5 separate regions of the Mus musculus genome follow, and regions 2, 3, 4 and 5 are each linked to region 1. A link is a contact called in public promoter capture Hi-C data. All regions are on one chromosome and are shown on one strand. The core of a region is the stretch at or near the end of the contact, and the rest is flanking DNA. Distances in the headings are between cores, read along the strand shown.

Region 1 (5,161 bases), core at 1,749-4,248:
ATACCACCTGAGATTTATAAAGTCATAATTCTTCCCCCAAACAAAATGAAGCTTCACATATTTTTTCATGCTTAACATGTGACTGTATTCAAATACCAGAAAAATAAAATAACACACATTTAGAAAATTTTGAAAATGCTCAATTTTTAAAATGTGAACTCAGTTCATATTAACTGTAGGTTTTACTATTTATGATATAATATCCCACGTTAAGGACAACCATGTGTGATTCTGATAACAAGCATTCTAAGATATGAAAGTAAGAACTAGCACTTTACACATGCACTTAAAACACATTCCACTTATTTCTTCATCACTGTAACCAAAAGGAATAAATTTAGCCTAAATTTCCAAATGAATTATCGCTGAAAGCAACTCTATTAACTCAATTTAAACTAGCAATGTTTACTCCAAAATAAAATGGCCCTTAAATTTAAACACTATATACAGGTGTGTGTACACACACACACACACACACACACATCTTTGGAATGACAACTTTACATTAATCTAATCTTTGTACATAAAATACTTCAAATAGGTTGAGGAAAATCTTGAAAAGAGGGGGCTAACAACTATTTATATTTATATAATTCCAGAGCTAGTTACTGAACATTTTTCCAGCGCTAATTTTAATGAAAGAAAATTAATACCGTCACTGTCAAAGTTCAATTCAAATTTCCTTACCATTCAAAGAAAATGGACCTACCGAAAAAGATTATGACTGTTTTGCCTTATAGTCATTGTCTGCAATCACAAGTTCTTATATTTTGATACTTTAAAATAAAAACGTAATTATGATCACAGATAAAAACAATTAAGGCAGCCAAACCAAAATACATTCAAAAAGTAAGGAGCAAAATAATCAACTTTTTTTAAAGCCGTTAAGCTTTAGTCGCCTTTCTTAAACTTCCCAATTGCAACAATAGAGCTAACAAAGTATCAAATCAAACCTAAAGATTTCCGGCAAAGAAGAAAAGGTCTAATGAATGCAACATCTACCATAGACACTCCAAGTTTGAGAGTCCCAGCTAACAAAAAAACCTCCTCCTACCATTCCAATCACACTTTGGTCAGGAAATATAAACTGAAGTAGACAGACTGAGACTCCAGCCTTTGTTCAATAGCTTACCATGGGTAACTAAATGTGCTACAGGTTGATAAGCATTTACCAGGCGTATGCACGCTATTTCAAAGCTAGAGAAGGGGACAAAAATTCTACATGCAAATAATCTGTGATCATTTTTATTAACTACTGAGCTACATACTCCAAAGGAGAGGCCTATTCTTCTCTGATACTATTTATTTCCCTGTTTACCTCTCCTCCCTCCCCCAAACCTCCCCCGGCTCACTTTCTCCTCCCACCCTGTCCCGCCATCTTGGGCGGACAGAAGCAGCCATTACTTAACTAAATGACAGTACCAACAACTTTGCACACAAATAAACAAGAGACTACACCCAGAATCCTCCCCAACTGCTCCTGACAGACTCACAGGAAACCAAGCTCCAGAAAACGCACTCATACAACTGTGGTAGATCTTTGGCAGAAAGATCCAAAAAGTAAACAAATCACCTAACTTCAGGTAAAGCACACACCGATGATGATACAAGTCAATAACCCCATGCAAACTCTTTACGGACCTAAACTACGTGCAACTTCCCCCTTCAGGGAGCAGAGACAAGAAGCCATCCCGAAATGTTTGACTAAAGCAGGCATCAGGAACAGACTGCCTAAAGAGCCTTAATAACCAGGGAAGATAACGAGCGGGGGATTTAAGGAAATCTACAGCTGTTTACGAACTCATGACCCTCCCTAGGCACCTCAGAGATCATCCGCCTAGCCTCCAAGGGCGGTAAAATCGTAGTCAATTTGGAAGCCCCACATGAGCTTGGCCCCAAAAGCGCCACTGCCTCTGTCCTCTGGCTCCAAGAGAAGTGATCTCTCAAGAGAGCAAGCGAGGTATCAGGGGGTGGAGGGGAGCGCAGTAGCAGGAAATAGTTTTCCGGAAGCCCCTCGGCCGTCTTTCGAGGCCACAATGAGTGGTGACCCGGCCCCGGTGCCCCAGGCGAGCGCGCCTCTGGCTCGAGAGACCGCGTCCGCGCTCCGGCCCGCGGTTTGCCTTACCTTGCCCAGCAGGGCCTTCATCCTGGCGCCATCTTCATGAAACCTCACGAACCCGAAAAGGCGGCTGCGGAGAAAGACACACGCCGCTCGTTAGTGCCCCGGCATCGGCGCCGACCCGTCCGTGCCAAAGCCCGAGGCCCGGGCGTCAGCGGAGCCGAGAGCGCCAAGCCGAGGTGCCCGCCCCACGGCCGCCACAGGCTAGCCGCGCTCCGGCCTCCTCGGAGAGTGGCGCCAGCCTGTCCCGAGCCGCCCGGGCGAGTGCCCGCTCCCCGTACCTGTCCAGTCCGCCGAGCGCCTCCCTCTCCTCCGCTGTCAGGCTGGGGGACGCCTCCTCGCTCTCGCCGCTCGCTTTTCCCGCCGCCATTTTCTTTTCCTCATCACCGAAAGCGGCGGCGGCGGCGGCGGCGGCGGCGGTAGCGAGCGACACTCCGCAGGATTTCATGGAAACGCAGCGAATTCACAACTCCAACGCCGACACCCCCCCTCTCCGGGCCGGAGCCCGCAAGGACGCCTCCAATCTCCGCACAAGACCGGCACACCAACTTTATTTCTGCCTCCTCCTCTGCCGCGAGAGGCGGCAGCGAAAAATCCTAACGCGGTAGAGGTGAAGGCAGAGGCAGCAGAGGCTGTGGAACCACTGGGTCCGGAGCGGCGACGGCTCGGCTGTAGGGTCACATCGCGGGGATGGGAAGGGGGCAGCCACAGGCAGGGTCGGCGGGAATGGCCGGAGCGCGCGAGGAGCGGGAGCTCTGGGGGGGATTCGTAGGAGACACAAACTTCCCCGGCACCAGCACAAAGTTGTTGTAATTGTGTCACACAGCGAACCCCACGCCGCTGCCGTGACCCCCCCCTCACAGCCCGCTCGGCGCAGCCAACCAGAGCAGCCCCTCGCCTCACGTGACCTTTGTTGACTCGCGTCAGTCGTGGCTCCACTTAACTTGCTAGCTGCTTTAGCCCCGCCCACCGAGGCCGCCACAGATCCGAGAGCGGGATGCTCGCCAGTTCTGGTCGGTGGTTGGCTGATAGGCACGTCTGTCCGGAGTAGGGTTGTCACCCAGTGGGAGCAGCCGGTTAGGTTGTGCTACTTAAATACACAGGCAGAGAATGGAGGGGTCCAGGCTGTGTCCCTTCGGGAGCCGTGGTGGGATCGGGGGGGGGAGGGGAGTGCTCAGTCTGGGCGAGGTCCGGCACCGCCTGTAGCGAGCGCCAACGAGAAAGCCTAGGACAGCCTCTGGCTGCCCGGAAGCCCTAGGGTGGGCCAAGACTGTGATTTCGGTGGTCCTGCTAGCGCTCGCGCACTCCGGGAATATCGATCCCGACAGGGCTGGACACCAGCTGAGTCGCGGGGAGGGAACACTCGGCCCCAGACCTCTGCCCTCGGAAGAAGGCGCACTGCTAGAAATAATAGCCTCCACGAGGAGTGCGCCAGAGGAGCAGCAGCCGGCTTCATACCCTGCAGCCTGGGCGCCGCCCTAGACAAGGCCACGCGAAGCCCCATACCCTTTCAAAAGGGGAAGGGGAAAACGTCTCCCGACCCCCGCCCACTCACCCCAGGCAGGGAGGAATGAAGAGTCAGTCGCCTGCAGGGGGTCTGGCGCGCTGGCTCCCGCACCCCACCGCCAAAGGTCTGTCTGTTGGCAGCACTTTCGGGCCAGATATTCCTGCTGCTTGCATATACCCTACGCCCTAGCAGTAATTCGTTATACTATAAAGAAAAAAACAGAAACAGTGAAATTTGTCGAGGGGGATTTCAGAATGTTGGGTTCTGTTGCTGTCATCTCAGTGGGTACTCCATGGAAGAGTAGGAGCTGTATGTGAACTGGCCTTAGAGAAATAGAATCCTCAACACAGCTTCCTGCCAGCCTTTTTCTGCTTCCACTACATAGGAAACCCTTAGCAGTAACATTTGCTTGTTCTGTCCCTCAGGTACAAATAAGTCTGGTGTTTGACCCATAGTATAATCAGGAGATAGACCAAACTTTCCATCGACTATTTTGAAAAGGCAGATATAATGTGATGTATCTCATCACACCTCCAGTCTTTGGGATAGAAAATATTAGTAAATGGACTATATGAAGAAAAGATCCGTTTATAAACCAAGCTTTATATGTTTTATATAAGTTTACACCTGTAATCAATAGGGTATATTTAAATTTAGATTTCAGAATATATAAGTGCTGAGTCAGTAAATCCTAGCTGTGTTCTTCAATGAGAGACTATAAAAGTCCCAACTAATTTTGCAGACAGACAGAGCTTTAAATTGTTGCCTGGAGACTAGTAACTAGATGAATAAACTAGTTTTGTATGGATTATATTTCGTGTTTAATTACACTTTTACAAAACATGTTCTATGGTGTTCTATTTTACTTGACTGAGTGAGTACCAGAGACTGAATATTTTCTATAGCTAAATTAACATACGAATTGTTAAATGTCACAAATGGTGACCTTCAAAACCTGGGAGATTTTTGGCCCCACTACCACATGGACACTTGCACAAACAGAAATCAAACCTGTCAGTATTTGGCCACGTCCCCAAAGTTACTGGTTCCTGATTTAGTCCCTTTCCAAGAATGATATAAGCAACCCATGTCTGAGTGCCTTCCTGCCCTTTAATAATAAGGTTAGAGTTTTAGAAATAAAGTGATAGGGAGGGGTTGGAGTCTAGCTAGCACAGCTGGGTTCTGATCCTTGTGCAAGCTCTGTGACCTCTAAACCAAAGCTGTTGTTTTTGATGTGGAGTAATTCTAGTTTATTGGGGCACAGGTTTTATGAAACAGGGTATTGCTCTGTAGCCCAGGCTGGCCTCTGTGTTCTCCTGCCTCAGACTCCTCAGTTCTGGGATAATAGACACGTACAATCATGCCTGGCCAAACCAGGCCAACTACAAGGATTTATCCTCCATCAAACATGCAGTGTCCATATAAAATAAGTCTTACATGTCTATGTAATTTTTTTGGCATTTACATAGTTTAGCTGTCAAATGTATGTGAAATAAGCATGGAGCCTTTCTCAGTCACTGTCAAAATTAATGCAA
Region 2 (5,161 bases), core at 870-3,369, 2.4 Mb before region 1:
TTCTCTTAGCACAAAGCCCTGCTCAGAAGTTGATGCAAGCCTTTCAGAGCCCTGGGAATATGCAAGACCCTATAAAGGACCTTTTTAAACAAGGATCCTAACTATGGCCTGAGATATCTCCTGATAGCTTAGCCTCTTGAACTCCTGCTAACACACAAACCCTTTTTATGAGTGGGAAGCTTTGCAGATTAGGGGTAGGAATTTTGTGAATGCTGGGAATGAGGGACCAGGGAAGGAAGAGGCTAAACATTTTCTTTGGAGCTATAAACACATTGATAGGTAAATTAGATGCTGCTCCTAGTAGCATTTGAGAAGTGGAAGCAAGAATCTGTGAGTTCTACATCAACCTTGGTAACTACATAGCAAGTACTTGCCTTATAAAGAAAACAGATGACCAGAGTTCCTTCCTCAAAATTCATAGTGGAAGAAAGACTCCTAAAAGTTGTCCTCTGACTTCTACACATGGTGAAAAGAGTAAACTCCTGCTAGTTGTCCTCCGACTTCAACATATGTGCCATAGGACCAGTACTTCCCACACAGACAAAATCACTTTTTTTTTTTTAAGCTACGTTTAGTCTGGGAATGGAATTAGTGGTATGTACAAACTTCTGGATTCAATCCCCAACACCAGGAAAAAACAAGCTTTAAGTTGTCAGTTGGATTCATGGGAAGATACCAGAAACCAGAAATTCCTGTAATTTGGGGAAAATCCTGGTATCTCTTCCCATGAATCCAATAATAAAACCAGAAACTTGTTTGTCTACTGGTAATCACACCCAGCCTATTGCTTTGAGCCATAAAAAAGCCCTAGAAACTCCTTATCTTAAACCACAAAGCTCTCTTGGGAGTCCTGTCAGGAATACCACAGTTGTGCAGTCCTGGTTGATGCTTTTGAAGCCTAAGAATTCTTTTTCACAAAGAAGTGAGTGATAGATACATCTTACATCCGTTGTTGGTTTTTGTTTTAAAATGGTGATTTTGGCCTAACCAGGGTAGATGGCTTTTGCTGTGCTATTAATGGAGTCTTCCATTCTGGATGCTATCATCGGAAGTCAATCAGGAAAGAAACACTATAATACCTAAGCATCAAAACAATAATGTGGCACAATGAGCATGAGTTTGCCTGAGGCCTAGCATCACAAACCAAAACAAAGAAAGCTAGGAACGTTATCACCCATACAAGAGGATGAGAAAAGCATGGAAGAGCCATCACTTCCAATTTGAGTTCAAGTGAATCACACATGGAATCACAGACACAGCCAACATGGTTTCAAAGCATTTTCAGTTGGGCTTTAACCAGAAAGATCCAGGACAATGACAAGCAGGGTGATATTAGCCCCTGCACTGGGAAAAGATGGCTCACTGCAAGGAAAGCAGCTCAGTTTTCATACTTACCCACAGCAACTCGCTGCACTTGATTGCTGACCGTATCCCATCGACAAATAATCTTTGAAGGGATATCTACAAACAGTAGCGACTGTGACGCTTCCTCCCATACAGGAGACTCCCCACACCTGTAGTTCTCCCGTAAAACACATTCAACTTTGATGGAAGACATGGTCACAGGAAAAGGACTGAAAGAAACAGAAAAAAGGCAATGCAGTTGAATGGAGCAAATTTAGTAGAGATGGCAGGCACATCGTGAGGTGTGGCTCTGTGCGGGTATAGTTTTCACAAATCACAGGTTAGCAGCAATCCTGCATTGAACGGTTCTATCTGCACTATGTTTTCAACATCTTAGACAGTATTTAAAACTTTGAGCAATAAAGGATTTTTTTTTAAGTTAAGGAACACTCAGTAGCATTTCTGTACACTGTAAATTCTGACTTTTATATGCACTGAGAAGTCAAAAATGTTACTTGTTTTATTATAAGATTAATTTTATCACAGCCATCTGGGAACAAATGGAAAGCTCCCTTAGGTATGCCAGTATTGGATCAAAATAGACAAGTGGATGTAGTTCCTCAACTCCCAATCGGAGCAAGGTGTACAGCAAGACAGGAGGTGATTGTAGGAAGAAGGAGCTAATAAGACATGACATGAAACGTCTTCAGTCAACTTACCAGTGAAGTTTTTTTTTTTCAAGATACCTTTAAAATAGTAGACAAAGGAAAAACTCCACTATCCACACCTGGGCTGTAATGACTCCTGGCACGCTTGCTAGCCAGTGCTTTTTATGGCAGCACTCTGACCTCCAAGGGGTGGGCAGCTCCCTCATTGGTGGCCCCTCTGGGTGTCTGCAGGTTACCTTTTCATGCTGCCACCTCTCCCTCATTCATTGATGCTATTGATTTCCCTGGGGGGGGGCGGGGGGGGGGAGCAGCCAGTTTTAGGAATGTGTACATCAGTGATAATATACTGAATTAAGTTAACAGCCAGAGGCTTGGTATATGGCTGAGGTATGTAGCCTGTTCCAGGCCCTGGGATGAAGAGCTGGCACTGTCCCTATCTCCAACCCCAACTCATGTTCATTTTCAATTCAGATAATGGCAGGTATGAGGGGCATTTTCCCCTGGGATGTATACAGTTGCTTGCTTGTTTTGTACTGGTAGTTCTGGGATAGAACTAGGACCTTGAATGTATTCTGCTACAGAGCTATGCCTCCAGCTCCACTGGAATAGATGAACTCACAGCCCCCTTAGTTGTATCTTGCTTCCTTGCATGAGGCCAGTTTGGCAGGGAGCCTTGAACCCCACAGGCAAAGAACATTCTATGCTTGGACTTTAGGCCAAAGACCAGTGAACTGGGAGAAAGAAGAGAAGAGAAGAGAAAAACTATCAGGAAAAAAAAAAGAGAGAGAGATCAGTCAAGAATTCTCCCTTGAAGGGGAAGGAACTTTGCAGTCTACCCCAGTAGACATTAGCTGATGGAAATTGCCAGCACCTTCAACGGTTCCCCCAGGGGGTCTTACTGCTTTGAACTAGGCAGTCCTACACATGGGTGGGCAAATGAATCCAAGGAGGAGGGGGAGGAAAATAACTTGTGGTTTAATGTTTCCTTGAATAAACTGCATGTTTTTGGGAATATAGCTCAGAACTGTCTCAAATTATTAACTACCAGCGCTGTAGCATTTGCCATTTTCATTGGCTGTTAAAAATTGGCCCAGGCTCCAAAGGGCTTTCATGCTATCAATCGTAGATAAGCCCCAAGATCAGATGTTGGAGTTTTGCAATAGCTTAACCCCACAGTTTGTCTTGCAAGCGATGTGTGTGGAGGGGTGGGGGCAGTGCTGCCAAAGGACCTGTTTCTACCAGGAATTCTGGCTGCAAACTGGTGGCTTGGGCGGGGCGGGGTGGGGGGGAAGGGTGGTGATAGAGGACTGATAATCAGGGGTCCGCGCTGCAAGTGAAGTACCTGTACCAAAAGGGTAACACTGCTGCAGCCTCCAGGGGCAGGGGACAGTGACAACAATGGCCGAACTCTGGGAAGCTAAACTCCCGCTGCCTTGCTCCTGCCACGGGGCTCACTGGCTACTCACAGAGCAGTCTCAGCGCCGGATTGGGGTGAACAAATCTAGCTTCCCAGGGGCCTTCGCCCAAATCTAGCTTCTTCATCTTACCCACCAAGACGGTCCTGTCCCGGTTATTCACAGGGCTAGTGACAGTGCAGTGGATTCAAAGGCTAGGCAGAGAACCTTGGGAAGGGAAAAAACTCCCCAGGGACACGGAGGCGAGGCAGATAGGTAGCCGCGGGCCCGGGGACTGGCAGAGACTAGCGATCCTGAGGGCTCACCCTTCTCCCTACGGGTGCCCACGCTGTCCTTTCATTTTTCAGCAACTGGTAACTGGAAGTACCCAGCTAAATCCACCCCAGACAGGCGTGAGAAGCTGCAGGAGTAAAGCAAATGTAAGCTTTGGGTTTGGACAGCTTTCTTTAGATAATCAATCTCTTAGTTCAGCAAACAGAAAGAAATTGTTAAAATGCCTAAGGGATTGGGACAGGGATCTTGTTAAACACAAATAGGTTAAAAAGGAAAGAACAAAGCGGTTAAACAAAGCCTTCCTCTCCCTAGCTGGGAAGACCTTGGTGGCAGCAGGCCAACGCTTGCAAAATACTTTTGGAAGGGGAAGAAAAATGCCTTTATTTGATTTGGTTTAAAAATCACATGGAATAAACGATTCTAAATGACATAGCCAAACATAGCTACACTCTCAATAGTACAGTGCTCACCTGGTGTGTCTGGACGTCTCAAAGGCACTTGAGGTGTTCTTTTCCCTTTATTTTATAGGGCTCGGTGAAACTCAGAGCCAATCACCTCCAGGTGCTCTACCACTGACTCACTCCCCTAGCACCTAAGACATTATTTCTTGGCAGTTTCATTATGCAGTCCATGCTGGCCTTGAATTCATAGTACTTCTTTTGTCATCTGGAATTACAGACCTACATCATCAACCCAAATCAAAACTCAGCCCTACCCCCTCTCTTTATTCTTTTGAGACAGTCTCAAGTAGCCTGCAATGGCTTTAATTTAGTTATATAGCTGAGAATAGCCTTGAGTCCTCTGCCCCATTTTTTTCTTTTTCTTTTTAAAAACCTATTTACTCATTTTAATGTGTGTGAGGGCTTTGCTTGCATGTATATAAGTGCACTGCATGCATGCATACCTGATGTAAATATAACTTTTATTATTTGATGTAATTGTCATCTCTGAGGTTTACTTCGTCAGACTGCTAACTGCCTAGTCCTGTAAGCTTCTAGCCTCTGTACAGTATTATCAAGGCCTAGAATGTTTTCAGTCTCTGAGATTAAATAAGCTCACCATTTCTACTTATTTCTGATCTCTGGCTGGCTGGTTTAACTCAGCTGTTCTGGGTTAAAACTCCTCGCCAAGCTAACTGATTCAATCTGGCTTCTCTCTTGGCCTCTCCTGAATTGCTCTGCTTGGCCTCATACTAACTTTGCCGTTCTGTTCTAACCTTCTGGCTTCTTCTCCTTCTCTGGCTCATTCAACATGTCTTTGTAAAACTTTCCTGGTAAAACTGCCCCCTCCTCTCTCTGCACTGCCCCTGAAGTAGCTTCTCTTTCCTATTTCTTCTTGTGAGAGTTGGGCATATCCCATTCTGTCAAATCTTTCTCTGATTTATCACTGTCTGCCTCTCAACTAGACATCGCTTGCAAATATGTTGCTCCATTCTACAAACCAGTTTTACCTTCATCGATT
Region 3 (5,161 bases), core at 1,580-4,079, 2.3 Mb before region 1:
TATACAGAGAAACCCGGTCTCAAAAAAAAAAAAAAAAATCACAGTAAATTATCCCCTAATAAGAAATTATCTTAATATAAATCAGCATATTCTATTTTCTTCAGCTCCTGTTTTTTCTAAGCTCCATGAAGAGGTACATACATTATGTCCCATGATAATATTCAACCTCATTTTTAGCCTTCCTCTCTGCATCCATGATCAAAGCTTCTAAGAGCTCTCTAATGTCACGTTTCCATAAACACCTGATAGTTCCTGATTCCCTCAACACCCTCAAAAATATGATTAGTTTCAGCTAAACTTCAAAGTTAAAAAAAAAAACAGGAGATGGCTTTGTATCGCTTAGAGAACATTTGTTATGGTTGGTAGAACATAAGAAAGGGATAAAATAAGCAGTATAAAAAGGAGATGGCCATACAAAATCTATAAGTCTTCAACATCCTTGTACTTTAGCTTTTACTAACTCTTATCACTCGGGTATGATAACTGCCCCTGCATTATTAGGTGTGATGATACTGAGAATCTCCTCTACAGGCCAGAAAGTGGTTCGCAAATGTTCCAAAAGCTTGTGTGTCCTGAAAACAGCCTCCAAGTCATTCCTGGGTACTTCCTTTTGAACTGCCCATGACCAAGATTCATATCCCAGTGCCATGGCTTGATTCAGAAAAGAAGAAAGAGTGTGGATCCTGGAGTTAGAACACTGTAACCTGTATTAGTTGCTAACTGAAAAAATTGTGAGGAATAATATTGTATTTTAAAGTATTTTAAAGCAACAGTATTGGAATAAGAGCTCTTCTCTAGTGAACAGAGGTGTACAGAACACATGTGAAAGAAAGGTGACAATGATGGTAACTAATGTCGAGAGCTTAATATGAATTGGGCACTCTTCAATTGAATATGAACAGCATCCCCCTCCCAACTTCTGTAATCCTTGACGGGAGAGTTTATCCTCTAATAACTCAAGTATTTGAAGTCAGAGCTCATCTAAAATAAAAAAAGAAAATGTTAGTTATGGAAGTAGAACACTCTTAAGGTTAAACAAAAAAAGAAAAAAATCTATTTTTACTTATCCAGAATCATCAGATAATATGTAAGAGCCACACTATTTAAAGGGTACAAAGGCTAGGCTCTATATTCCTACCATTACAGATGTTATAGAAATATTAAACTAAGTAAAATACAATGCTTTGTTCAAGTGGACTCTGCTGTGCTCTGCTCTCCACCCCCACTCTCCACCCTCCAGGCTGAGGAGAAATGGCTGCAGGCAAGGTATTTAAGAGAAGCACTCTGGGAAAGAAGATTCTGGTTAGGTGCACTAGGCAACGAGGTTGTGCAACCAGTTTCTACCTATTTTGTTTTTCATTACTTTTCAGAGTTTTGAGAGGAGCAGTTATCTTTATCTGACTGAACGCAGGGAATGAGGTCACCTTTTCCTCTAGGACACTGAAATCTCTGTCACCATGGTTTTTATTTCTTATACAATCAAACTGTGGCGGGTGGAGGGTGAGGTTCTCATCCTCAGCCTTACAGTTAAGTGCATCTCACAAGGCGGGGTTGGTCGACCCTTGTGCACATCTTTCCTTGTGACTCAACGCCAGTGGAGTGGTCAAACAAGTTTCTTGTGAAAGCCCTACAAGGTACGTATGTCCTAGGGCTGCAAAGAGATAAACTCTTAAGTGTATCTTCACATGCCACCATTAAGGACACTCACTAAAGAGTCCCCCCCCCCCACACTTTCTTCCCACCCCACTTTCTTCCTTACAAATAATGAACGCTGTTTGCCCTGTGTAATTTAAAGCCCAATTCCACCAAAACTCTGCTCCGAAAAGCAGGAGGAAAAGGCTGGGAGGATTAAAAAAATAAAATAAAATAAAATCGATGTGGCTCCCTCAGAGGAGCTGGAGAAAAGTTAACAACTATGCCCGGTGGCAGAAAAATCTCCCCTTAATTGGCATATCCCTGGCGATTTTCCCACCCCTAGACCTCAGGGCGATTGCGGGCTTCGAACACTCACTGCGTCCTAACAATGACTGGAGAAAGGAAAGTTCGAGGACGGAAGGGCACCCGCACTCCCACTAGGTTGGCATTTCAGCTCTCAGAGTGCCTGGTTGCTCCCCACACTGCCCGTCTTGCCCTCTCCGGACCCTCAGTATCTTCCCGCTCCGCAAGGCTCAAACAGCCAGGGTGCGCCCTCTCGCTGCTCGGACCCGGCAGCCACAGGCAGCAGAAAGAGCATGCCCTCTAGCCCCGAGGTCTGGCCCCAAGAGTCCCTGATAGCACAGGACAAGCACGGAAAGGGGCACCCGGAGGGGACTCCGAAGGGAACGGCCGCCACAGTTATGGCGCTCAACGCCTCCGGAGGTGTCCGGGAGGCTGTAGCCCAGCTCGTGTGTCCGTGTCCGCGCGCCCCCCCCCAACCCCCCGCCCGGGCCACCGGGCACAGCGCGCCACCAGCAGCGGGGCGACTGGGCACTTTACCTCAGCCCACACACGCTCTGTGTTCCGGGGCTCTCGGGGGGACCCCGGGGCAACCGCTACGTGGAGCTGGAGCGACCCCGAGGGTGGCAAGGCCGGGACCCCAAGCTCCACGCCGCTCGCGTCCCACTCCTCGAGGCCGCCACTCCCGCCACTAAACCCGCACTACGCCCACAACCTCGCTGGTGCCGAGGCCACCCTCGAGAGCGCCTACCTCCGGCGCAGCGTCTCGCTCCGCTCCTTCCTCGCCGCACACTGAGGGCCCCCTCAACGTGCCGGGCGAGTCTGGCTAGGGTGGTAACCGCCCCCTAGCCGCCTGCTTTCTTCTCTTCCCTCCCTCGCACCTGCCCCCTAATCTCACCCCGCCCTCCTGGCCGGGCCTTCCGAGGAGCCGAGGGGGCCGCCCCCTAGCGCTCTGCTCCCGCCCCCGGCCCTGGCCGCCTGGCCCTTCAGGCCTCAGCTCTGGACAGGCTGCTGGGCGGCGGCGGCAGCCGAGGCGGCGCGGAGCACTATTGTATTCCTGACACTGTGCGCTCCCACGCTCCGCCTCTTCCCTTTCCTTCCTCATCACTGCAACTCCCCGCCCCACCCCCCCCCACCTCCCCCCACCCCCGCCGGCTGCGCTCGCCCTACCCGGCTGACTCCCCGCCGTCTGCTCGCCGCGCGATCTTCTGGCGGGCTGGGCGCCGTCACGAGCGCCACCGGCTTCGAGGCTCCACCCACCTCAAGCTCCCGCACGCGCGGCGCGGCGCTTCAGGTGGGTTCTCCTCCCCTCCTGCTGCGCGCGCTGCTGCCCTGAGGCGTCCCAGCCCTGCTAGGCGCTTGGGCCAGCGAGGTGCACTGGCTCCTGCTCCGGCAAAGTCCAGCCTGAGCTTTCCCACCCTCCTGACTCGATTGTAAAGTTCTACGAGTGCAATTCGTCCCTAAACTCTAAGACGACCATTATTTCTGACGTTTAGACTTGAAGCATGGATAAATAATAAAAGCCAGGAGGCAATTGACAACACATTAATCCAGTTGTGAGCAAAAATGCTTTATGATGGGGTGGGACTTCTTGATTTCTTTTTCTTTTTTTCTGATGTCGACTTAGCCTACAGCTCCCAGTTATTCAAACCCTCGTCCAGGTGTTCCTGGGGAGATATTTTGGTACTATAATTAAAGATCGGTTGACTTAAAAGTAGGGGTCGCCGTCTTGGATAGTTTAGGTAGGCCTATCAGAATTATTTGGAAAAAAAACTTTAAACTAGGGCTGAGACAGACAGAGAGGGTTGGATAGAGAATGTAAAACTGGTGTACAGAGCGAGTTCCACTACAGCCAGGGTTATACAGAGAAACACAAACAAACAAGAAAAAGTTCACCATGAATGCCTGCTTTGGTCTATTCTATGCCCCTGCGTTCCAGCTCCCTGGTCATCTGCCCTGCAACTTTTTGTTTTGCTTAGCCATTGTCACAATTATGGAAGACAATAGCGTCAAATAAATAAGGGAGACATGATGTATAGTAGTAATATATAAAACAAGTGTACATAATTTACTACTGGTTCCTGGACCTTTGAAATACAGATGCTTGAAAACAACTTTTTTTAATTTACCTTGCTAGAATTGAAAATGCATCATTCACAATTATGATGAATTAATATAGTTATTTTCACTTATATTTCTAGGTTTAAACAGAAATGTGAGCTCTTGTATTTTGTCTGTTTTTCATATTGTAGATATGATTCTACTTTATTTTATGTAAGTCTATGAGTGGTAAAATATTTAGTCCACAATTACTGTTACAGTTGAATTATTTAAAAATAAAAATTCATGTGGGCAGTGGTGGCACACGCCTTTAATCCCAGCACTTGGGAGGCAGAGGCAGGCAGATTTCTGAGTTCGAGGCCAGCCTGGTCTACAGAGTGAGTTCCAGGACAGCCAGGGCTACACAGAGAAACCCTATCTCAGAAAACCAAAAAATAAAACAATAAAAAAAATAATAAAAATTCCACAGTCATAAAAATTCAAAGGGGTCCCATGCATCTTTCTAAGTACTTCTCAAGTTTTCTCCCAATAGTAACCTTATATAACTATATCAAAACCAAGATAGTGGCACTTGTCCAATCTGAAAAGCTCATTCAAATTTCATCAACTTCACAAGCATCCATTTCTGAGTCTGAATATATAAGTTCTACACAATTGTATCACCTGTGAGTTTCCTATGACCAACACAACAGCTCAAAGATTCCCCCTGGTACCCTTTATTAACATTCACATTTTAAGAGTTTGTCCATTGAAGGATATTTGGGCTGTTTACAACAAACTTTGCCTCCTAGGCCATGGAGATAGCTCAGTAGGTAAAAGCACTAGCAACCAAGCCTGATGACTTGATTTTGGTCCCTTAAGTTTGGAAAGAAAGAAATGAGTCTTGAAAACTGTCCACATAGGTCACACGCAGACACAGACAGACACACACACACACAGACACACACACACACATGTACGGGCACCTTTTTGGTGATATGTCTGCTCATGTTTTTTGGACATTTTCTAATTGGATTATTTCTTACTATTAAATTTGAAGATTATAATAAACAAGTCCTCAGTATGTAAATAATCAGAAAATGGATTTCCCATACACAGCTATCTTTTCATTTATTTGACAAGACATTTTTGCAGAGATCCAGTTTATCCAATTTTGCATTTATGT
Region 4 (5,161 bases), core at 1,253-3,752, 2.2 Mb before region 1:
GTTTTTGCTGTTTGTATGAATCTGGTTTCAAGGCTGACCTCTTTATTGAATAAAAACATTTTAAAACTATAAATGAAAAAAATTTAATGTTCCTATTTACACCAGAAAGTTTAATGCAGCACACATGGTGGGAGAGGCGACACTTAGATATTAGTATCCACTAAGCTATTTTTCAGTACTTTAACTTAGATAAAGAGCACAAGAAAAAGAGATCACAAAACACATTCATATGAAAGATCCCAACTATCAGGGTGTGGTAGCCCAGCCCATAATCTCAGTACTCAGTATGCTCAGGCAGGTAGATTGCCTGAAATCCAAGGCCAGCCTAAGCTACATACCGTTTAACAGGCTAGCCAGAAGTACATATCAAAACATTGTCTCTAGCATAAGTTGGTGATGCATGCTTACAATTCAAGCAATCAAGAGATGGAGGCAGGGGAATCAGATAGATACTCAGGGCTATGCAGAGTTACATGAGACCTTGTCTCAAAATATAACAAAAAAGATCCTGTTGCAAAAATAACATAATAGCAAGACCAGAAGACCCCAATTAATCAGAACTTTGTAAGTAGAAGTTAGCAGAAAGACAATTATTATGGAACAGTGAACCACAGCCAACCAAGACTACTGAAAAGAAAAGCACACTTTTACTTTTAGCCTGACACTTCTAAACAAAATAAGACAAACAAAAACTCTCTCTGCAGCAGGAAGTTCAAGTTTAAAGAGCATTGTTTAGCTAGGGATGCCACTCAGTGGTAGAATGCTTGCCTAGCATGGCTCAATACCCAGCGCTGGGGAGAAAAAATTTAAACAGCATTATTAGAAATCCCAAGGCTGTTGAAAATGAATACTTCAAAATCCTCCTACCAAATGATTTTGATGGGTACAATCTTCATATAAGACAGAAAATACAACACTTTCCTACATGACAAAATACTGCTATATAAGAGGAACAAAAGGCCACATGGCCTAAGAAAGGTTTCAGAGTCAAAGGCAAAAAGCTGAGCCTGAGAATTCAGCTTCCATTTGTTAAAAGCCAACATTTTGAAAATGTCATTTATATGAATGCCTAAATTCTGCTGGGGATTTGAAATGATGCAGGATGATTTGTCATACCAAACAAGGATGCAGGATGACTGGTTATAACAAAACAAGACTTTAGTACTTCTGGTCAAAGTTGTTGCATTAAGCAATAGTTAACTGTTCATGACACCCATTTAAAAGAACAAGCGTTCTTATTTTGTTTGAGAAACTATAATAATTGATGTCTATTAAGTGTTTTACAAAGCAACTACACTAAGAAGAAAAGAAGAACTTTGTAGAAAGAGGAACCATTGTGAAATGTATGCCTAAGTAAGTGTGTTTTGTGCAAGATTAGGAGACTTTTTCAAACCTTTTGAGATATATATATATATATATATATATATATATATATATATATATATATATATATATATATATATATATATATATATATATATATACACACACACATATGTATATATGTGTGTGTGTATGTGTGTGTGTACATATATATATATATGGCATTTTCGTTCATATAAAGCTGCAATAATAAACTACTTCCTGGTTTGTGTTGGGTACTTTCACCTTACACAATACACTCCAAGACTGCCTCAATTTTCATTATTCTTTTCTGATAAATGGAAGACGAGAATAAAGGTAGACATGAAACAGTCCATTTAATAACTGAGTAACACCAAGAGGCACCAAAAGCGATTTTCAGAGGAGAGCAGACAAAAGAGTAACAGCTTGGGAATACAAACCGCAGAAAAGATGAGAACCAGTCTTGCGTGTGTAATTCGACCACTGGACCAAACCCCTTTGGCCAACGCTGGTGAAATGAGCTGATTGGAGATTCAGCACCTTCCTGGCTCTTTCCCTCCCTGGAGTCCTTTCTAGAATCCGGAGTCGGGGTGCAGAGCCTACAGAGAGGCCCTGGGAGTCTAGTTAGGCTGACCACTAACTCTATGCCTCCTTTGGGCCCTTCACATCCCGCCCCCAAAGTCGTGCGACTTCAGCTGCCTGTGCGCGCCAGTGAAAGCCAGTTGTGGGCCACCCGCCAAACTGCCCGCTTTCATCTGCTGCAAAGGGCAGCCGAGGAGGGCCCAAAGCAAGGGATCCCCAAAACATCACCTTCTCCCGCTGGTCCCAGCTGTACAGCTTGGGCTGCTCCTCCTCTCCCTCAGCCTTTTCACTCTTCCTCCTCTTAGTGAAGCAGCAGCCCATGGTGCGGCCTAAGGGTCTTGGTAGTGGACCCCACTCGCTCAGACACCTTTCAGAGGGTGGCGGGAAGCCAGGGTGACTCGGCCAACAGCTCCCCGGACACCGCCCAGGGGAGCAGCCCCGCCGCCAGGAACCCTCAGCACTCCCGCCAGGCCCAACACCCTTCTCCGCCCAACCCCCTAGGTCTCCGTGACGACCTATGGCAACCAATAAGCGGGCAGCAGCCTCTGAGCCAATCAATGCCTCGCAAGCTGCTCTGCTCCTATGAGCTCAGGCCAAAGTATTCATTCACCAATCCTACGTCAGCGGGGGGCTGGCCAGCTCAGGTGCTCTCACCGAGGGCCCCGTCCCCAGGTCGGTCCTACTCCACCCCCAGCTTCTCCCCTCTAGTGAACTAGGCTGGGCTAGCTGGCTGCTGTTTGATTGGGCTGAGTACCTTTTCCTGACCCGGTGCTCAAATTTCGAAAGTTTCCAAAATTTAAGCTCTGGAGGGGATGCCATACAGAGTAGTGGACTTGTTTTATGACAAAAATTGCTAGGGAAAAAAATCTTGCTGATTTTGTAAAACAAATTTGTGTCCTTCACTCCTCCCTTTCAGTACCTTTCTAGGGAACCCACAAGCTTCTGGTCGAACTGTTCATGTCTGGTGTCTGTAGAGGTCAGGAGAGGGCTCAAATCTCCTGGTTACTAATAGTTGTAAGCCATCAAGCAAGTGCTAGGGAGCGAACCTGGATCCTCTGCAAGAGGAGCAAATGATCTTAAACACTGAGCCATCTCTCCAATCCTTTGAGGGATGTCTAAAAGCTTCCACTTATCTCTCCAAAATTGGACAAGTATTTAGGATAAAAACCTAGTATTGTCTCCTTACTAGAACAGTGAATCTGGGAGCAAAAGGATATTACAAAAAGGCATGTACCTTTGAATCTCTCAGCTTATGCATCCAATGACAGAAGCACATATAACCTTTTTCCAATCTCTTCCAAAAGACAGTAGTCCAACTATAGAGGGTAAGAGAGGCATGTTGACTCACCACAAAGGAGCTTTAGGAACTCAAGCAGTGCAAAGTCTAATAGAGGATATAAACCCTATCATATAAACAACCTGATCTGTTCAAAGCAAATGGTACAAAGTTCGCGTGAAAACATAAAAATATACACAATCATTAACATTTGTTGTATTTGGGTGGACTTTGAGTACAATGCCCATGTATTGCTTTCATAATAAGTTGATTTCTCTGAGATACAGTATTAAAACATCATGATAAGACATCAAATGCAGACTAGCACTTTCAAATTTGTTTATCTTTTTACTTGACCATACCTATCACATTTAATGTAGATTCTAAAAGAGCCTCTGACTCAATTTGGGCATTAAGATTGTTCCTCCTTTCACTTCCTGCCCTTTTTGTACAACCAGGAAGAAGGGTACAGTGCTTAAGAATTATAAATGACCTGAAAGTTAAGCTCCAGGTCTTGGACAATAAAAGCTGTGCATTACTGCCTTTTTCTTCAGTCAGATCAAAGTTCTATGTGAGGATAGTTTTGTATTAGAGCCCTGCTGCTAATTTATATTCATAGAATAGCAAAAGTTTGATCACTGCAGAGTGCAGAATAAGAAGCTGAAATCCAGGGATGAATCTGTGGTCACAATGAATGGAATTGAGCAAGAACTAGAAAAATTCAGATCCTCTGTCCCTCATGGATCATGTTCTTCATAAAGACACAACTCAATAAAACTAATTTTAGAGAAAGAATTTCTAAAACTCATTGCTTTGAGCACACCCTTTTAAAATTATTTGTTTATTTTATGTATGTGTGTACACTGTCACTCTCTTCAGACACAGCAGAAAAGGGCATCAGAGCCCATTACAGATGGTTGTGAACCACCATGTGGTTGCTGGGAATTGAGCTCAGGACCTCTGGGAGAGCAGCCAGTGCTCTTAACTGCTGATCCATCTCTCCAGCCCTAACTCATTGCTTTGAAACACATGCTCTTGAGAAACTCAAATCTGAAACAAAATCTAGATCAACCTGTAATTAGTTTTTAGAGATCCTCAAATAAAACTGAAGGCACTTGGTTAACTCTCATCTCACTGTCAGTCTAATCCCAAATCAAATTAAATCAAAATTAAATTGAAATCATACAAATTATAGCTGGGTGTGGCAATATATTCTCAGCATTTGAGAGTTAGAAGCAGAATGGAGTTCAAGACTGGCCTGGGCTACTTGAGACACTGTCTCTTCTTTCCATATAGCCCCCACCAACCCAAGAACAACCAGGATTAAAAAGCTAATACACAAAGATTAGTGATCTGTTTTGCTCTCTTGCTCTTTTTTCTTCTTCTTCAGAGGTGCTAGGGATTAAACTAAAGCCTTGCACATGTTATACCTACTAGGCAGGTGCTATACCACCAACATAAATCGTGAATACCTCCCTGTGCCTTTACAAAGTACTTTAAATTTTGAGAAAGGGTCTGGCTAAGTTGCCCATTAACCCAGACAGGCATTAAACTGAGTCCCCTGTTTTTGCCTCTCAAGTAGCTGGGATTAAAAGTCACCAGGCCTATGTCTCTCTGTCTTTATCTGTCTCTCTGTCTGACTCTGTCTCTGTCTCTGTCTCTGCCTTCTCCATGTCTCTCTTTAGTTCCTTCCACCATAAATTCCCATGACTTTTTTTGGCAAGCCAGCTCTGTCCTTACTAATCAGCATATACATTGCTGCCAACTGCCATTCTATCTCGAGTCCTGACTCTTCTGTCCCAGTGTGCAGAATGTACAATGAGCCCCTTATACATTAACTCAGACTCTGAAGGGAGATAATCAGACAATTTTTTTTGCCAGTTAATCGTCTGTAGACAGATGTGCACATATGTTCTAATTGCTGCAATGGCAGGAATGAGTTCCATATTATAAAAGTAG
Region 5 (5,161 bases), core at 1,988-4,487, 2.1 Mb before region 1:
TGCTTTTCCATAGGTCCTGAGTTCAAATCCCAGCAACCACATGGTGGCTCACAACCACCCATAATGAGATCTGACACCTCCTTCTGGTGCATCTGAAGACAGCTACAGTGTACTTATGTGTAATAATAAATAAATCTTTGGGTTGGAGCGAGCAGGACTGACCGGAGTGAGCAGAGGTCCTAAAAATTCAATTCCCAACAACCACATGAAGGCTCACAACCATCTGTACAGCTACAGTATACTCATATACATAAAATAAAATGAATAAATCTTTAAAAAGATTATTTGTCAAGAAGAATAAATAAATACATAAATAAATAATAAAGAGCATCTGTCGTTGGAATTTTATAATATTTTTTTCAACCTTTTTTGAGGTGATTCCACATCTTCTTCACCTTAGAATTGGTGTCTATTAATTGCCCTTTCCCATATGATTTGGGAGTTTCATGTTTTTTTTAGGTGCTGAAAAATTTAGCTTAGATTTTTAGACATTTGCTGTGTGGTGCATGCCTTTAATCCCAGCATTTGAGAGGCAGAGACAGGAAGATCTCTGAGTTTGAGGCCAGCCTGGTCTACAGAGTGAGTTCCAAGACAAACCCTGTCTCCAAAAAACAAAACAAAAAAGTTGAATATTTAAAGTTTTATGTTATATTTTCATTTTTGTTTTAACTTGTAATCAAAATGGTTTTGTTTAGACCACAAATTCTGACTTGCACTTTGTGGATTGCACTGCCAAAGCTAACTACATTTTTGAAAATTATGCAAAACTATATGTTTTATATTTTTATTTGTTCATTTGGTTTTTGACTCAGTGTCTTGTTGAATATCCCAGCATGACCTGAACTTGCTATATAACCCAGGCAAGTCTTAATCTCAGTATATTCCTGCCTCTGTCCCCTAAGTACTGGGATCATACACACAATTTTACCAGCATTCAGGTTAGAGTGAATTTAGGAATTCCCAAACAACTTTTCCTTTGAGCTTCTCTTCCACAGTCTCTCTGGTAATTTGAAGTCCCTGGGGTTTATTAGAGAAAAATAGAAGTCTTGATTAGAAGTCTGCTATTAACTTCTTTTAACTTTGTCTCCAAGCAGCAGGAGTGGAGACAAATGAAGAGGGAGGGAAGGAGGAAGCGGGTAGGACAGGGAGAGAGAGAGAGAGAGAGAGAGAGAGAGAGAGAGAGAGAGAGAGATATGAAGCTTTGGGGAATGGCATCCACTGTCTTGGACCAAAGTCCCTCTAACCAGAGGGGAAGATTGTCCCCACTCCTGGCAGTCTGACTGCTTCCATCACTGTGCAGCTGCCACAGTGTACAAGATCACAAAGGAAGAAATCAAATGGCATTTCTTCTATGTTCTCTGAGCATTAGGAGACCTATTTCCTCCTCTTTCTGGAGCTCTCTTTGTCTATATCAATTCACCCTTCTAGGTTGGCTTGAGTCTATTTTGGTGAAGACTGGAAGAAAAAATGAATGGTGAATTCACTGCTAATCCTGATTTGCTTTAGTTCTGCTGTTCTTCATGAAGTGAGCCGTCACCATTTTCTTTTCAGAATATTTAATGGCCTCTCTATGTAGTTTGCTCACGTTTGTTTTGGGATGGTCAGGTAAATCTTGTTATGTTGCCCAGGCTAACCTTGAACTCCCTAATTCAATTCCTCTCACCTCAGCCTCTGGAGTAGCTGTGATTATAGGCATAGAGACACCATACCTGGGGAAAATCAGTTGAGTGGATTAGTCTGTGTTAATTGGAATCAGAACCTTTGGGTTGCATAAGATAGTTTGCAAATATAACTATGTGTGGATAACAGTGTGTTTTCTTCGGTATATATTTATGAATAGGTGGGTGAGACTTTTCATGCTCTTCCCAAGTCAACTACTTTATGTGAGAATTAGTCTTCTGGTTGTCTGCTGTTAGAAGAAACCATTTTCAAATAGCATGGTCAATTAAAATAGGTCCAAATATTTCATTATCTCAGTTTGAGGCATGAACTATGCACAGTGAGGTGGTTCTTGTTTGCAGTGTCTCATATATTTGTGGAGGAGTAGCAAAAGATCCTGGCTAAAATCAAGATGAAGAGATTCCATGGTGTGAAGAAGGTACTATGCAGTTTTGTCTAAATGTTCACCTAGAGAGGATGTAGGTATGTTCTGAAGAGTTTCCCTGTGTCCTTCAGTGAATTCTCCTGACTGTAAAAACTCCTCTGGCCAAAAAAGCATGGGCAGTTGGTAGGGATCTCAGAGAGAGATTCAGCAAATAGAATGCTCAACATCAGGAGGTGACTGATCATATTAAGCTTTCTTTTCTTCCTTGACTTGAGAAACAAGGTGGTTGCTCTAGTTAGTCTAGAGAATAACTATTCTAGTTATTAGAATTTCTTCCAAAAGCTTTTGTCTTCTGAAGACCTTGTCCTAATTCGGAGCTGGGCTTGATCCTAAAAGCTTAACTAAAGCCCCCCCCCCCTTGTTTTCAAAGTTAACAGGAAGACAGCATTAAAAGGGTACCCTTGGTACACCATCTGCAGCTCTTCTACACAAAATGGCAAGAGTCTTTAGTTCTCTCTAATTCAACCCTCTTTCCCCAAGGGGATTAGTTGCAATCTAGATGCTGGAGGTATTTATTTCATGGCTCTCACGAATTGCCCTTACAACCCTGAAGCTGACTTGAACACAGTTTATTTGAATAATGCCTAAAAGACTCTGGGGAGTTCTGAAACTCTGGATACAGCCCGAAAGGTGAGAAAAATTGAAGTAGGTGGTGTGTATGTGTGTGTGTGTGTGTGCGCGCGCGTCCGTGTGTATAGACAGTGACATGACTTTGTAACTCCTGGGTACCCCCACTTTACTGGGCTCAGAGAGGCCACAGACCCCTGTGACTTCAAACTCTGAGCGTGGCGCTAAGGACAGGTCTGGAGACCTAGCAATGAATTGATCCAAGTTGATGTCCCTTGCCAGGAGCGAATGACCTCTGCCATCTCTTTTAGGTGACGTGGTAGCTACAACTCAGGAACTGGCTTGCCGACCCCAGACAGTCTGACCAGGTACGCTTGGACACGGCCAGCAGCTCGGTGGCGCAGTGGAAGGGCTAGCCGCCCTCCTGGCAGAGGGAGGATAGAGCTCGCCCCGCCCGGACAGCCAGCCTGGTGGCCTTGCTGCTCCTCTAGGCGGGGGATGAACAGGTGCGCGGGCGGGGGGTGGCGCTTGGGGATCCTGCGCACTGCGCGTGCCCCTCCCCCGCAGCTTGGCGCAGCCCTGGCCAGGCGCGAGCAGCGGGAGGAGGAGCTGCGGCTGTGGCCACCGGGGTAAGTCCGCGGCACCGCTGGAAGCTGCCGACGGCGCGAGCTGGTCCCCGCGTGGAAGAGGCACGGGCGACCCGGAGTCATGGAGCCTAGTGACGCGGCGCGCCCGGGTCCCGGGAGAGCTTTTCGGGGGCTGTCGCCGCGGCTGCTGCTGCTGCCACTGTTGCCTGTGCTGCTGGGTCGGGGGCTGCGGGCTGGGGCCGCGGCCTCCTCTGGGGCGGCGGCTGAGGACAGCAGCGCCATGGAGGAGCTTGCCACCGAGAAGGAGGCGGAGGAGAGCCACCGGCAGGACAGCGTGAGCCTGCTCACCTTCATCCTGCTGCTCACCCTCACCATCCTCACCATCTGGCTTTTCAAGCACCGCCGGGTGCGTTTCCTTCATGAGACCGGGCTGGCCATGATTTATGGTGAGTCCCCTGCTACTGCCACGGCCCAGGTCCCTAGGGCAGCTGGCCGTACTCCTCCCGGTGCCGCGCAGTGCTCCTGCTTCACTTCCAAATGAGTTTCTTCATTTGCGTTTCCCGCTGAGACGCTGTGGGTTTCCAAGGTCAACTGTCTGCATTTTTCTGGCTTTCTGCAACGGTTAAAAAGCATTTTGTGTGTGTGTGTGTGTGTGTGTGTGTGGGGGGGGGGGTGTTCCCGTTTCGACGTTTCTTTACTAGGAACTAAGATGAAAGATACAGAGGTGGCTCCTTGATCCCTTTGCTTCATTTTATCTCGGTTGTGCTGCTCTCCATCAGCATTGATTCCCCACTCCCCGCCCCAGTTTAGATCTGCAAAAGGTATTGGGGGATTTCCCAGGGAGCTGTGCCACCCCAGGGGACAGGCCACAGAGCGTGAGAAAGAGGGCTGAATGTAAATCTTGACTTGGGTTGCTCATGGTGGTCATCGCAGGTTGGTGCCCACTTCTGATGTTTGTGTTCTTTCATTTCTTGTTAATAAAGTGCAATGAGGAATACAGAGAAAGATGAGCGTGGTTTAGGACCCAGACTGATGACACCACAATGTCAGGCCTAACTAGAGACAGGTACCCTTATGTCTCATTGGGAAGTTATGCCTTTTGCAAGTCAAGGGTAGCTCTTATAACCCTAAAATATAACATACATTTCTGAGTTCGTGGAGAGAAAAGTGATGGTTTTAATCTTGGAGTCAGTCCTCTTTTGTTAAGGATGGGCTGATCCCACTATCCTTTCTGGATTTAGTGATTTAGTAGTATACAGCATATTACATGGGCAAGGCTAGGACATGGATAATAACAGCCACAATCTGAGTCATCCTGTTTTCTCTCTGTGTGCCTCCTGTCACCTCCACCCCCAATGGACTCCAAACTAGAGCCAAGCATTCTTTTTAATTTAATTCAGAGATGTTAACTCCCTCAAAGCAGCATCCTATAGTGGAGAGAGAAGGAGGGAGCCAGGGAGGAAGGGAGGGAGGGAGAGAGAGGGAGAGAGGGAGAGAGAGACTGACTGAGACTCTGATGGACTGTTTCACAAGCTAGAGCATGTTACTTCATCACAGTATATACTCCACTCAATTTCTATTCAGGGATCTCTGACAGAGAATGGAAAGCAGGTAGCTTAATCTTTAATGTGGAAATTACTCTTGGTCCTGGGCCTTACAGGTCTTATGGTTCCTGTTTAGTTATTAATAACCAGGGCTTATGGCTACCAAACCCTTTCAGAAAAATTGTATGAGGGACTAGTGCTGTCAGGAATCTTCCAGTATGGAAGTAGTGGCCTAAATAGATCTTGAAACCAGAAAACCATAAACCTAGTTGGTTATCGGAAAGCACAGGTCTCAGGACAGACTTTGGCCTCCATACCTGCTCATGGAGCCTTTGTAGTTTGTGTTATTTGGTCACAAA

Evidence for each region. Promoter capture Hi-C pulls out the DNA fragments that hold promoters and counts their contacts.
Region 2: a contact with region 1 is called in a promoter capture Hi-C map of liver, with 5 times the contacts expected there. The contact joins the promoter of Rgn here to the promoter of Kdm6a in region 1. A contact is called at or near these places in 3 of 39 promoter capture datasets (hippocampal neurons and liver).
Region 3: a promoter capture Hi-C map of liver shows a contact between it and region 1, with 7 times the contacts expected there. The contact joins the promoter of Jade3 here to the promoter of Kdm6a in region 1. A contact is called at or near these places in 5 of 39 promoter capture datasets (the 3T3-L1 cell line, cranial neural crest, liver and 2 more) and 1 of 115 datasets of contacts at active chromatin or transcription factors (large pre-B cells).
Region 4: a contact with region 1 is called in a promoter capture Hi-C map of pre-B cells. The contact joins the promoter of Rp2 here to the promoter of Kdm6a in region 1. A contact is called at or near these places in 7 of 39 promoter capture datasets (the 3T3-L1 cell line, cranial neural crest, erythroid cells and 4 more) and 1 of 9 other capture datasets (liver).
Region 5: a contact with region 1 is called in a promoter capture Hi-C map of pre-B cells, with 7 times the contacts expected there. The contact joins the promoter of Slc9a7 here to the promoter of Kdm6a in region 1. A contact is called at or near these places in 4 of 39 promoter capture datasets (cranial neural crest, hippocampal neurons, liver and 1 more).

What each region holds. Positions count from the first base shown.
Region 1 is chrX:18,160,412-18,165,572 of GRCm38.p6, reverse strand. Kdm6a (lysine (K)-specific demethylase 6A) reads right to left here and starts at 2,998. Exons shown (of 29, transcript NM_001310444.1): 1 at 2,401-2,998; 2 at 2,126-2,189. The coding sequence starts at 2,567.
Region 2 is chrX:20,546,776-20,551,936 of GRCm38.p6, reverse strand. It overlaps Rgn (regucalcin), which reads right to left and starts at 2,119. Exons shown (of 7, transcript NM_009060.2): 1 at 2,064-2,119; 2 at 1,396-1,574. The coding sequence starts at 1,558.
Region 3 is chrX:20,423,356-20,428,516 of GRCm38.p6, reverse strand. It overlaps Jade3 (jade family PHD finger 3), which reads right to left and starts at 2,829. Exons shown (of 13, transcript NM_199317.2): 1 at 2,687-2,829.
Region 4 is chrX:20,361,822-20,366,982 of GRCm38.p6, reverse strand. It overlaps Rp2 (retinitis pigmentosa 2 homolog), which reads right to left and starts at 2,502. Exons shown (of 5, transcript NM_133669.5): 1 at 2,155-2,502. The coding sequence starts at 2,247.
Region 5 is chrX:20,289,903-20,295,063 of GRCm38.p6, reverse strand. Slc9a7 (solute carrier family 9 (sodium/hydrogen exchanger), member 7) reads left to right here and starts at 3,237. Exons shown (of 17, transcript NM_177353.4): 1 at 3,237-3,704. The coding sequence starts at 3,380.